Regions from separate parts of the Gossypium hirsutum genome. Here region 2 is linked to region 1. A link is a contact called in public Hi-C data. All regions are on one chromosome and are shown on one strand. Each heading gives the region's core, a stretch centred on a gene start, on an enhancer-like site or on the middle of the called end of the contact. The rest is flanking DNA. Distances are from core to core; before and after follow the strand shown. Region 1 holds the start of LOC107901616 (adenine phosphoribosyltransferase 5). Region 2 holds the start of LOC107962904 (bifunctional purple acid phosphatase 26).

Region 1 (5,802 bases), core at 1,360-3,859:
ACAGTTTTTGTTTAATGTTGTTTTAATATTTTTACTATATGAGTTTTATATAGGTAATTTTTTTTATCATAATAATTGAACAAATACTTACATTTAAATCAAAGAATTATGTTGAATTAATTTAAATAATACCGGGTTTAATTTATTTTAAGGCGTAATAATTTTTTTGTCCTCCAACTTAAAAAAATTATTTTAACCTTCCATTTAATTTTTCACCTCTTTTAGCTCTTAAACTTGTATTTTTTGTCAAATCATTCCAAAATAGATGGAAAAGTTGATAACTTTATTGATGTGTCATACACATGGATTGCCACATAGATTATATGTCAACATTTAATTAATTTTTTAAATTTAAAAAATATTCTTTTATAATCAATATAATTTTCTTTAATAGTTTTAATGATTTTTAACTTTTAAAAATAGTTTTTTTATAATTATAAAAAATTATTTAAATGTTGATATATCATTCATGTAGCATGTCAATAAAGTTTATTTTCCAAGTAAATTAATTTTTAAGATAAATAATTTTTTGTATCTCCAACAATTTAAATTTAACTACTAAGAAATCTCAATAAATTTCTACCTAAAATTAATTTGAATAAATTTATTTAATGCTTATGGTTTTGTGAATGGAATCATACTTTTTTTTTTACAATCTCATTATAGGTTCTAATCATATCTATTTTTTTTATTACAATGTCTAAAATTACCCATAACCCCTTATCAATCCATAAATAGGAAGATAATGTGTTTTAGCGGACTCGAACCCACATCCTCCTACATTGACAATAATAATGATGCCAATCGAGCTAAGACTCAATCAACCAATGAAATCATAATTAAAAATACACATGCATTCCAAGTATCAGATTTCAAGACTCCTCTTTAAGTATCTAATAAGTACTTTTAATTAAAAGACACTGTTCAAAACCAAAACTAGCGGCTGGAAATATGGTTTTGCAATACCAAACCTTAAAACAATCAAAACGCCATCATATAATATGGATTTTTCATTTCATATATTCACATATTAATAAATTATTGGGTTTTTTTTAGGTTGAAATGACAACCATTTGTTTAAAAGTGTTTTTATTATTTTTAATAAAACTAAATATTTTTAGTGTTATTGTATATAATAACACATTCATTATGATAGTGAATATATTTATTTATTTTATTTAATATAAGGATTGCATAAATCTTTTAATTACACAAAATGTCTCAATCTTTAAAATCTTTTAATTAAATTATCAATATGTTATCATATCAATCATGTCATTCTCTCAATTAGATGGTCAATTCAAGCGTTGAATGCCAATCCAAATATTAAATACATGGATCATATTATAAATATGTTTGTATCTACCGTATTAGCAACTTCATTTGACATGTTAAAAAAGAGACCGTACTAATAAAATTTAGGCTGATTGTTTATTTTTTTTAATTCATGTGTTTTAAGGTCAAATTCTGCTGTTAGCCCCTATACCATGCATATGTTGTGGATTTAGTCTCAATACTCTAATTTGGTTAAATTTTTGTCCATCTACTTTTTGAATTTTGAAATTTAGTCATGACCCAAACGATAGTAATCAAATCGATTAGATAAAGTTCTACTATTGGTCCATAAGTTGTGATTTAACCCCTATTCTCCAATTTGACTATTTTTTGGTCCTTTTACTTTTTGGAATTTTCGATCAATAGTTGTTAAATCTATTAATTAAATTAATTTATTATTATTACATGGAAATAGCAAGTTGTCAATGCATTGCACATGTGATAATATATTTGCTATATATGATTTTGGAAATAGTAAAATATAACTTAACGAATTTAACTGAGGTCTTTTGGTCAAGATTATAGTTGCAAATTTTGAAAAGTACAAGAATTAAAAATGACCAAATTAAAGTATATAAACTAAACCTACAATTTACACATAGTAGAATATATCTTTGTGTTTTAAATATGATCAACGTTAAATTTAAACGGGTTTTTAATGCCCAGCCTAATAGCCAATCTTACGAATGACCTTATAAATACAATATTGACACTTTGATAACTAAATTAGAGTACTTTAAAATTTGATGACCCAATTTAAAATTTAAGTCATAATTGAAGGATGCTTGATGGAATTAACCATTTTTAATAAGGGATAAAGCAACATTTACTCTCCAAACTTGGTAGCTTTTTCCAACTTGGTCCTTTTAACTTTTTTGTCCGCGTTAATCTTAAAAACTTGGCAAGTTTTCTCATTTTGACCCTTGAACTAGGATTCCAATAATGTGAGAGAATGTTTTATTATAAAATTATACCATGTCATTACTTGAAAATTTTTAAAAATTGTATAAAATCCAAAAGATTACAAAAAAAATTAAGAAATTATAATTTTCTTTTAAAATATGTCAAATGATGACGTGACAAGTACAATGCCATTATACCTTAATGGAATTCAAGTTTAGGAAACTAAAAAGGGAAAAGCTACCAAGTGCTAGGACTAATGTGGATTGGGAAAAGAGTTTAAGGACTAAGATAAAAAATTACCAAATTCAGATACTGAAGGGTACTTTATCAGAGGAAGATTTATGTGTAAAGCGTGTTAGAAACGTGCCATTGAGAGAAGGTGATAGGTAAAAACATTAATGCCTTTCGGGGCAATGGTTCTTCTTCGGTCTGCCCAAAACATAAATAGACAACAGATTATAGTATTTAATGCACTTACCATATCCTCTCTATATCTGTGTATATATATCTCAAGGATAAACATTAAACAGTTGCAACTAACAGAAGATTTCATCTTTTTAGTTCAATTTTAAGGAGGGAAAAGAACCCCCCCCTTTTGTTTTCCTCCTATAAATCGAAGGCAGAGCTTTAAAAACAAGAGTGTTGAAAGAAAAAAGTTCAAAAATGGTGGAAATGTTTGCGGCTGAGAATGGACTTAAAGGAGACCCAAGGCTTCAAGCTATATCAAACGCCATAAGGGTTGTTCCTCACTTCCCAAAACAAGGTCTTTTCCCCCTCTTTTTTTTTGTTTTTTTATTTTCATTGAAGAAAGACCGTGTTTTTAAAGAACAGGGTGTTTGTTTCTCGGGGGAAAAAACAGGGATTATGTTCCAAGACATAACAACTTTGTTGTTGGATCACAAGGCGTTTAAAAATACGGTGGACATATTTGTCGATCGATATAAAGACATGAATATCTCTGTCGTTGCTGGTACTCTCTATCTTGTCTCTTCTTCTTCTTCTTCTTCTTCTTCTTCTTCTTCTTCTTCTTCTTAACTACTCTGTTTTTTTTTAATGTATTTTGCTTGGTGTTTTATATAGTCTTTTTAGGGAAAGAAATTAAGCAGGTCTTCTAAGCTGATTTGTGCCGATTTATTTATTTATTTATGTTCCTTAATGTTTAGAAGCATCATTCTTTATAATTACTTATTATTAATATTTATTATTTTTACATGGATAATTTTCTTTTATTATTGGAAATGATGTTTTAAAAAAATTACACATAGGCTTCTTCACTTATAAAGGTTACAATTACAGTTAAACATAAAATAGGTTAAGTTACGTGAATCAAATTTTAAATTTTAACATAATAGAGAGATTAAAATGATAATTTGGGCTTTTGTTTTTTAAAGATAAAAACATGTGTATGTAGGAGTTGAAGCAAGAGGATTCATGTTCGGTCCAACTATTGCCTTAGCCATTGGTGCGAAGTTTGTTCCTCTGCGAAAACCCAAAAAGTTGCCAGGTACTTGTATATATACACATACACATACACATAAATGTATATATAATGTATACAAACAGGGGAGGATTAGGTGGCCTGGCAGGGGTGCGTAACCTCATTTAAACTTTTTTTTTTATAATTTATAAAATTTTAAATTATTAATGATAAAATTGTACTTTAATTTTTTAAAAATGATAAAATTTTAATTTAATCCTCTAAAAGTTATAAAAATTAATATTATTAAAATAATAAAATTATATTTTTATTATTATAAAAATATATCATTTAATTTCGGGTCTCCAAAAAAATTTCTAACTTTACCCCTACCTCCCCTAAACTGTATTTTTGAATCTACCATTGTGTACATATATATATACATACATGTATATGTAAATACCGATATGAATTCAAAATTTTTGATAAAGGAAGATTGATAAAAAATTATAAATTTTTAAAAAATTAAAATATAATTTTATTTATAAATTAATTTAGGATTTATTAATTTTGAAAGAATTCAATAAAAAAATTTATTTTATTTTTAAAGGATTAAAATATAATTTTATTATATGTTAATTTATAATTTCATTGTTTATAGAGAAATTGATTTATTACTTTTTATTTTGGGGCCTAAGGGGTTGCATGCCCCTTGGATTCAAAGGGCTTTCACTTCCCCTCATTTTAAAAATTATTATTATGCTCTTGAAAATTTTAAAATTACTCATTAAAGTTTTATTTTTAAATAATTCAAGTAAATCCTCAAAAAATATTTATTTTTTAAAATTATCATTAAATCCCTTAAACTTTAAAAAAGCTTTAATTAAATCCTTCCAAAATTAAATGGGAAAACCCATCATATAAATTCAAAGCATGCATATAAAAATGGAATGGAGATAGTGGTGGCTGAAATGATTGAAAGGGTTGCTTTAATGGTCAAGGAGGGGTGGGGTGGATTACAGAAAAAAATTGTATTAATTATTTGAAAAAAAACACTGTATTTTTTATGGTGTCAATCATGTAGGCATGACCTCATAAAATCAGCATATTTCAGTAATTTTAAAAGAAAAATCTAGTAATACCATACATATATAAAGATTATGAAAATGTCAGTACCCCAGAAAACAATTTGCAAAATATTAAATTGGTAAAGGAAGTTGTAGAATATCTCCACTTTAATCACCTACCAATAATTGAAATTGGACTCTACCCATTGTTGGAGTTATGTTGGTCGGCTTTTTATGGAAATTTTTAGTGGATCTAATCTTAATCATCTTCTTCCCTTTTCATTCCCTTTTAGTATATCTGAATTAATTTCGAGAAATTTCTTTTCAGATTAAAAAAAATAGAAATACTATTTTTTATCATTTATCATTCAACTCCAAACAAAATATTTCATTTATAGAATTATAAAAAATCTTTCAAAGTATAATTTTGTTAAATAATAAATGGTATTTTTTAATAGTAAATGTTTATCTTGTTGAATTTTAGTCTTATTTGATTCTTTTTAATGGTATAAGGACTAAATTAATTTATTTAATAGTAGAGAGATTAATTTGATCCAGTCCTTATCATATAAGTTTAATTGTTAACATTATTAAATTTTTTTTATTAAATTAAAGTTCATTACAACACTTCCTCTTTTTGATATTAAGGGACTCTCTTTTAATTCAAAACACTGTACTAGTGAAATTAATAAAAGAACTTTAATGATTTTAAATAAATAAATTTGAAATTTAAAAAAAAAAGGAATTACACTTGAAATAAAAATATTACATTTCAAATATAAAAAATACATAAATTTATAATATATTCTAACTTTTTTTTTAATTTCTTGTATGTATGTATGCATGCATGCATGTATAGGTGAAGTGATAGCAGAAGCTTATGAGCTGGAGTATGGAAGTGACTGCTTGGAGATGCATGTTGGTGCTGTTGAGGCAGGGGAACGTGCTATTGTGATTGATGATTTGGTTGCAACTGGTGGAACTCTCTCTGCTGCCATTTCACTCTTAGGTAAAACTTTTAGCTTTTTTTTTGTTGGTGTTTTAGTTAATCATCAAATTATGATTTTGGTCTCTTTAATT
Region 2 (5,631 bases), core at 2,302-4,801, 250 kb after region 1:
TTGAACAAAAATTGCAGGTCCATGAAGATATCATATACAAGGAATAATGACTGATTAGTAAGCAAATTAGACTAATGATATTTTATTCTAAAGTATGAGGCTTCAACAATTTTTTGATAAAGGTCGCATCAAGAGAAACTTTTTTTATTTATTTTACAGATTAATTATTACTTATTAGTCACTAGTAAGTAACTGATTCCAATCAATTCTATGGTCTAATTCTTTCTTATCCTTACCCCAGTGGGAAAAAGCAACATGAAAAAGGAAGAATGTACATACCGATCTTTCATAGGCATGGACATGACCAGCAAAGATGAAATCAACTCTATGATGAACAAACCAGCGCTCAAAGACAGCTCGCATACTTTCACCCTCCATAAAGTGAGCTTGGTTACTATTGTAGATGGGGACATGCATGAGAATAATAAGCCAGGGTGTCTTCTTTCTATCCACTCTTTTGAGCTCATCTCTTAGCCACAGCCATTGAGGAGTGTATTTCACTGGTCCAAGAAAATGGTGAAAGTTTCAGATCTAGTCTAGATGCTTTAAAATTGTAGCAAATATCAAGAGATAAATGAATAAAGTGAATAAACAACATTGACAGTTGTCTTCATAACTATCTTTTCAATAAGCTGAAAATTGTGTAACATCAATATTACGAAAGTTTAGGAGTAGACAAGATAATGATATAGGAAAATATTATCAGAAATCTGATCTTTTTATTGGAATATATACAGAAAAACCAGGTAAAAAGGATGTCTTACCATGGGGTGAATAGCTGGAGAGGACAATAATATGAGCTGATGCCTGTCGGATAGCATACCAGAGAGGATTATTGCTTCTAGAAGCCAAATGCGGTGTACTAAATCTATGAAGGAATGATTTAAAAGGAAGGACTTCTCCCTGTAAAAAAAAAAAAACAGGCACAGGTGTGACGAAGTAACAAAATAAGCTATGATCTATATATTTTAGTCTGTACTTCAACAAGGGTTTCAAATATCTTTATTCTCAAGTAAGTATATAGAATGTAGTGGTAAAGAAACCAGTTACTTTTTCTCAAATATCAGGAATGGGCTGAGGGAAGATCACAAGTCACAACACCAAAAAGGTATTAATCGCACATGATATATATCAAGGTGAAATATGAGTTAAAACAAAAGGAAATCGACATCTATACATATAACAAATTCAAGATGCACAATTGAAGAATTACCACATCTGGCATGTATTCTATCTCATGATTCCCAGCTGACCAAATCCATGGTTGATAAGCGGCACTTCTCTCAATAAAGCGGCCCCATGAATCCCATCGAATACCAACATCATTGTATTGGTATCTATCAGCATAAGAGAGGTCACCAAGAAACAAGACGGTCTGTCCTCCACTCTGCATGTAATGCTCCAGAGTTGAAAGAGAATTATATGTTTGACCCAAATCACCTATAAGATACAAAACCAATTCAGGAAGTGATTTGTTTTTGCAGCTTGTCTATTTTGTTTTGGGAGTTTCACAGAAAACCATCTTGAATATACAAAAATCATATTTTCCTTTGAACTTTAAAAAACAAGATTATTCATTACTATGTAGATTAATATTCTAATGACATCTTACCAATAATTCCAAATGTAAAAGGAGAATCCGGGTCAATCTTTGGAGGAGTTTGAAACCAAAATTCTCGAGATGAATGACCTTCACCAATCTTGTAATAGTACTTGGTCTCATACTAAAAGAAAAGAAAGTTAGTGGTCTTAGTATAAGTTGCAACATCACATGAATACGCAAAAAGATTGAATCTATCTATTGGTGGCAACTTCATAACATGAAATATGCTTCTCATCATCTGGATGTTATATTCATTAGCATATATTGCAGCAGCTCCAGTTTCAGATAGAACTATTATATGACTGTTTGAATATTCATGCTATAGATAACATTGTTCGATATTTACCTCTAGACCATCAACAAGACAGTGATGAATATAGCCAGATTTATAGTTGTAAAAGGTGTAATTAGCCACTGTGCCATCAGCTTTAAAGTCATATTTCTTCTCTGATGTGCCATACTGTACTCTAGAAGACCCAGGTTTATCAGCAGTAACCCATGATATCATTACAGCTTTTCCATCATAGTCACCTTGAGTAATATGCACCTACACCAATAAATTTAATGAAGTTAAAACAATTTCTTAGCAAAGCTGTAATTCCGAGGATCAATCAATGGCCTGGACTAGATAGCAATGGTAAGAGATCATCTTAAAGAGTAAATTTTTCAATGCACTTGGTAAAATTGTTCTCTTAAAGACTGTCTTTTCCACAGAATTTAAAACAAAGCTATTGTGGTTTTCATATGATAAGACCTCATTAATCATCCATTTAACCCTCATTCATACAACCAATAAATGTGAAAAACCAGTATCTTAATTGGCTAAACATGAATCTGACTTGGATAGAGATTGGCAATGAATGGTTGCATCATCAATTAATACTGATTGGAAAAGAAAATATTTGTAGGAATAATTTGAAATAAATAGCTACAATAATGGGGTTACTGATGTGTATTACTTACTTGTTGCGGAGCATTGTAACCATTAGGAATTGCAAGTACTTTATGGTCAAGAGGGATATCAAAAGATTGCCATTTCGTACGAGTAAAAGTACTTGTAATTCCCGCACTGCCCTTTTTCACAAAGGCTAAGATAAGAAACAACTTGAGTAAAAGCTCAAACAATGTGAACCACAGCCCGAAAGCCATCAGCAACGGTGTTATGAGTTCATGAATCAAGTTCTGAAACAACACCAATTTGGTCAATCTGAAAAGAAAAAGGAATCAATTAAATTCGAAAATTTATATAAACACAAAAACCACATATAAGTTCAAAAAAACATTTTACATTCCAATAACTCGTATTACGTTACTACTAAATGAACCCAAAAAAACCACTCCTATCCAATTTTGCATTCCAATAGTTGTTCCTCGTACCGGACAGATTCACTAGTAACATTTTGTTAATTTATCATATCACTTCTCATCTAAACTACATTTATCAATACAAAAAAATCAGGGAAAAAGTTAAAACTTTCAGAGCAGGTTTCAGATCTAGACACATTTTCAAAGAATCACAGCAATGAAATGGAAGTTTAGGATCAAAGTAAAAACAAAGTCGGTGTGAAACTCAAAAACCAGTGCGCTACCTTTGCTGAACCGTATCTATTAAACATGCCCAGAATTTCAAAGGCATCGAGAAATCGAATTCGAAATGCAAAAAAGAAAAAAAAATAAAACATAGCAACAATATTTATAAAATACATAAATAAATAAAAAAGAGCAAAGCTTACTTCCTTACAGGCCACCAGCACCACGATAGCAGAGAAAAAGAGAGAATAAAGAAAGCTATAACAAGTTGGGATTATTCATTTACATGAAAAAAAGAAAAGAGTGAATGTTATTTGAGTGAGAAAATTACCTGTGAAAATGTTGTGTGTGTATAGAGAAGAGGGGAAGTGGAATTTATCTGGCGGGTAGTTGACGGTTTTCATAGGGCGCTATTTGTTGTCAGATTTCGTTTTTCCTAATTAAATATTTTTAAAATGTTGAAATAAATAGGGATAAATTAACATTTAGTCATTAAATTTGATAGTTTTATCAATTTGGTCCTTAATTTTTTGTCCATTACAATTCTGAAACTTGATAATTTTTTCAATTTGATCCCTAAACTTTGATTATTCACAAAAGCATCTAAAATTTTAAAATATATATTATCCAAAAAATACAAGAAAATATTAAAAAATGTAGATGATGATGTGGCACAATCTCAATGTATCATATTTTTCCTGGGATAATGGAACCTAAATTTAGGGACCAAATTTAAAAAAAAACTTATCAATTTTCAGAACTAATATGGAATAAAGAAAATAGGACCAAAGTGAAAAATGGTCTCAAGTTCAGTGACTAGATATCGCTTTATTCCAAACAAATTTACAAGCGTAAGATAGCAGGTAGTGACGTTGTGTAGCGTAAGTTAGCAGCTAGCTTTGTCGTTGTGCAGTAACGACATTACAACTAAGTAAATCAAACCTTAAAAACTGTTAGTGATAAGTAGGAGTGAGCAATACTCGATTCGAGTCGAAAAAAATTAAAAAAAATTTGAATTTCGAGTTAAACGAATCGAGTTATTTGAGTTAATAGAGTTATTCGAATCAACTCGAATTTTTTTTTCAAATTTCGAGTTCGAATCGAGTTGAGTTTTCGAATTTGAATAACTCGAATAATTCGAATAATTTGAATATCAAACTATAATATTTTACATTTTTACCCCAAACTCCCAAACCTTTTTACTTTTCCCTTAAAACTTTTACTCTTTCTCACTTTCCCCCCAAAACTTTTACTCCCCTCCCACTTTTCCCCTAAAACTTTTATTCCCTTCCCATCCCACCTCTCATCTACCCCAAACCCTCCCCCGATCCAATTTTTTTTAATATTTTCCCTCCAAAATTTTACTCCCCCTATTTACTTTCCCTCAAACTTTTATTTCCCAAAACTTTTTATTTTCCCCCTAAACTTTTACTTCTCACCCTTTACTCTCAAATAAAAAATTAATATTATCCAAAAACAAATATCACTAAACATAAATAGTAATAATTTTATTTATATCTACTATTTATATTATTAAATTAAATTTCACATTTTATATTATTTATATTATTGAATTGTTTAGTCATATTGAATATTTATATTAAAATTGAATTATTAATTATGCCATAAAATATTCGTGTTAAAATTTTATATTGATATCAATTTCACATTTTATTTTTAAAACAACTTTTTATTAAACGAATCATATTTTTACATTTAATATATTTTTTAATTTCAAAATACATAGTGACAAGAATCTGAAGATAATTGAAACAACTAAGTAAGCAAAGAAGCTAACCAGTATATAAAAAATTAATAAATAAATTATGAGGTGATGAAAGTTAATAAAAAATTTGATTAAGGTGGACAAATTTTATTATGATGGGAACAAGGACCCAAAATTATTTTTTAAAATTTAACTTGAACAAATATATTCGATTCGATTCGATTCGATTCGAATTCCATCTCACTCGACTCGATTCGAGAAAACTTCAAATAAAGTTAGGATGATAAAATGAGATTCGAAAACTCGATAACTTGAAAATTTTTTATTCGATTCGATCGAATGCTCACCCCTAGTGATAAGGTTATAGTATATGATTATTTAAATTCTTAATTAATCAACTAAATATTAATTTAGTTAAAAAATTATTAAAATATATATTATTACTTAAATTTTTGACTGAGTTAATGTCACAAGTTAATTTTACACTAATTTATTTAAAAAATAATTAAAAATGTGTCACAAGCAGGAGCATAATTAGGGGGCTGGCAGGGGCTCGACCTCTCTAAAATAGAAAAATTTTCATTTAAACCTTTTAAAATTTTAAAATTTTAAATTAATAAAGATAAAATTACACTTTGGTCCCTTAAAAATAATAGAAATTTGATTTAATCTTTTAAAAATTATAAAGATATAGATTATTAAAATGGTAAAATTATATTTTTGCTATTGTAAAAATTACAATTTAATTTCGACCCTCTTTACCCAATAAAAT

Evidence for each region. Hi-C and Micro-C count contacts between places; a contact is called where the count stands out from the background.
Region 2: a contact with region 1 is called in a Hi-C map of leaf, with 2.0 times the contacts expected there. The contact joins the promoter of LOC107962904 here to the promoter of LOC107901616 in region 1. A contact is called at or near these places in 3 of 34 Hi-C or Micro-C datasets (leaf and petal).

What each region holds. Positions count from the first base shown.
Region 1 is chrD06:23,572,014-23,577,815 of Gossypium_hirsutum_v2.1, forward strand. It overlaps LOC107901616 (adenine phosphoribosyltransferase 5), which reads left to right and starts at 2,610. Exons shown (of 6, transcript XM_016827692.2): 1 at 2,610-3,001; 2 at 3,098-3,208; 3 at 3,650-3,742; 4 at 5,582-5,731. The coding sequence starts at 2,902.
Region 2 is chrD06:23,822,146-23,827,776 of Gossypium_hirsutum_v2.1, forward strand. It overlaps LOC107962904 (bifunctional purple acid phosphatase 26), which reads right to left and starts at 3,552. Exons shown (of 10, transcript XM_016899456.2): 1 at 3,465-3,552; 2 at 2,567-2,810; 3 at 1,950-2,150; 4 at 1,613-1,724; 5 at 1,214-1,440; 6 at 765-903; 7 at 280-500. The coding sequence starts at 2,752.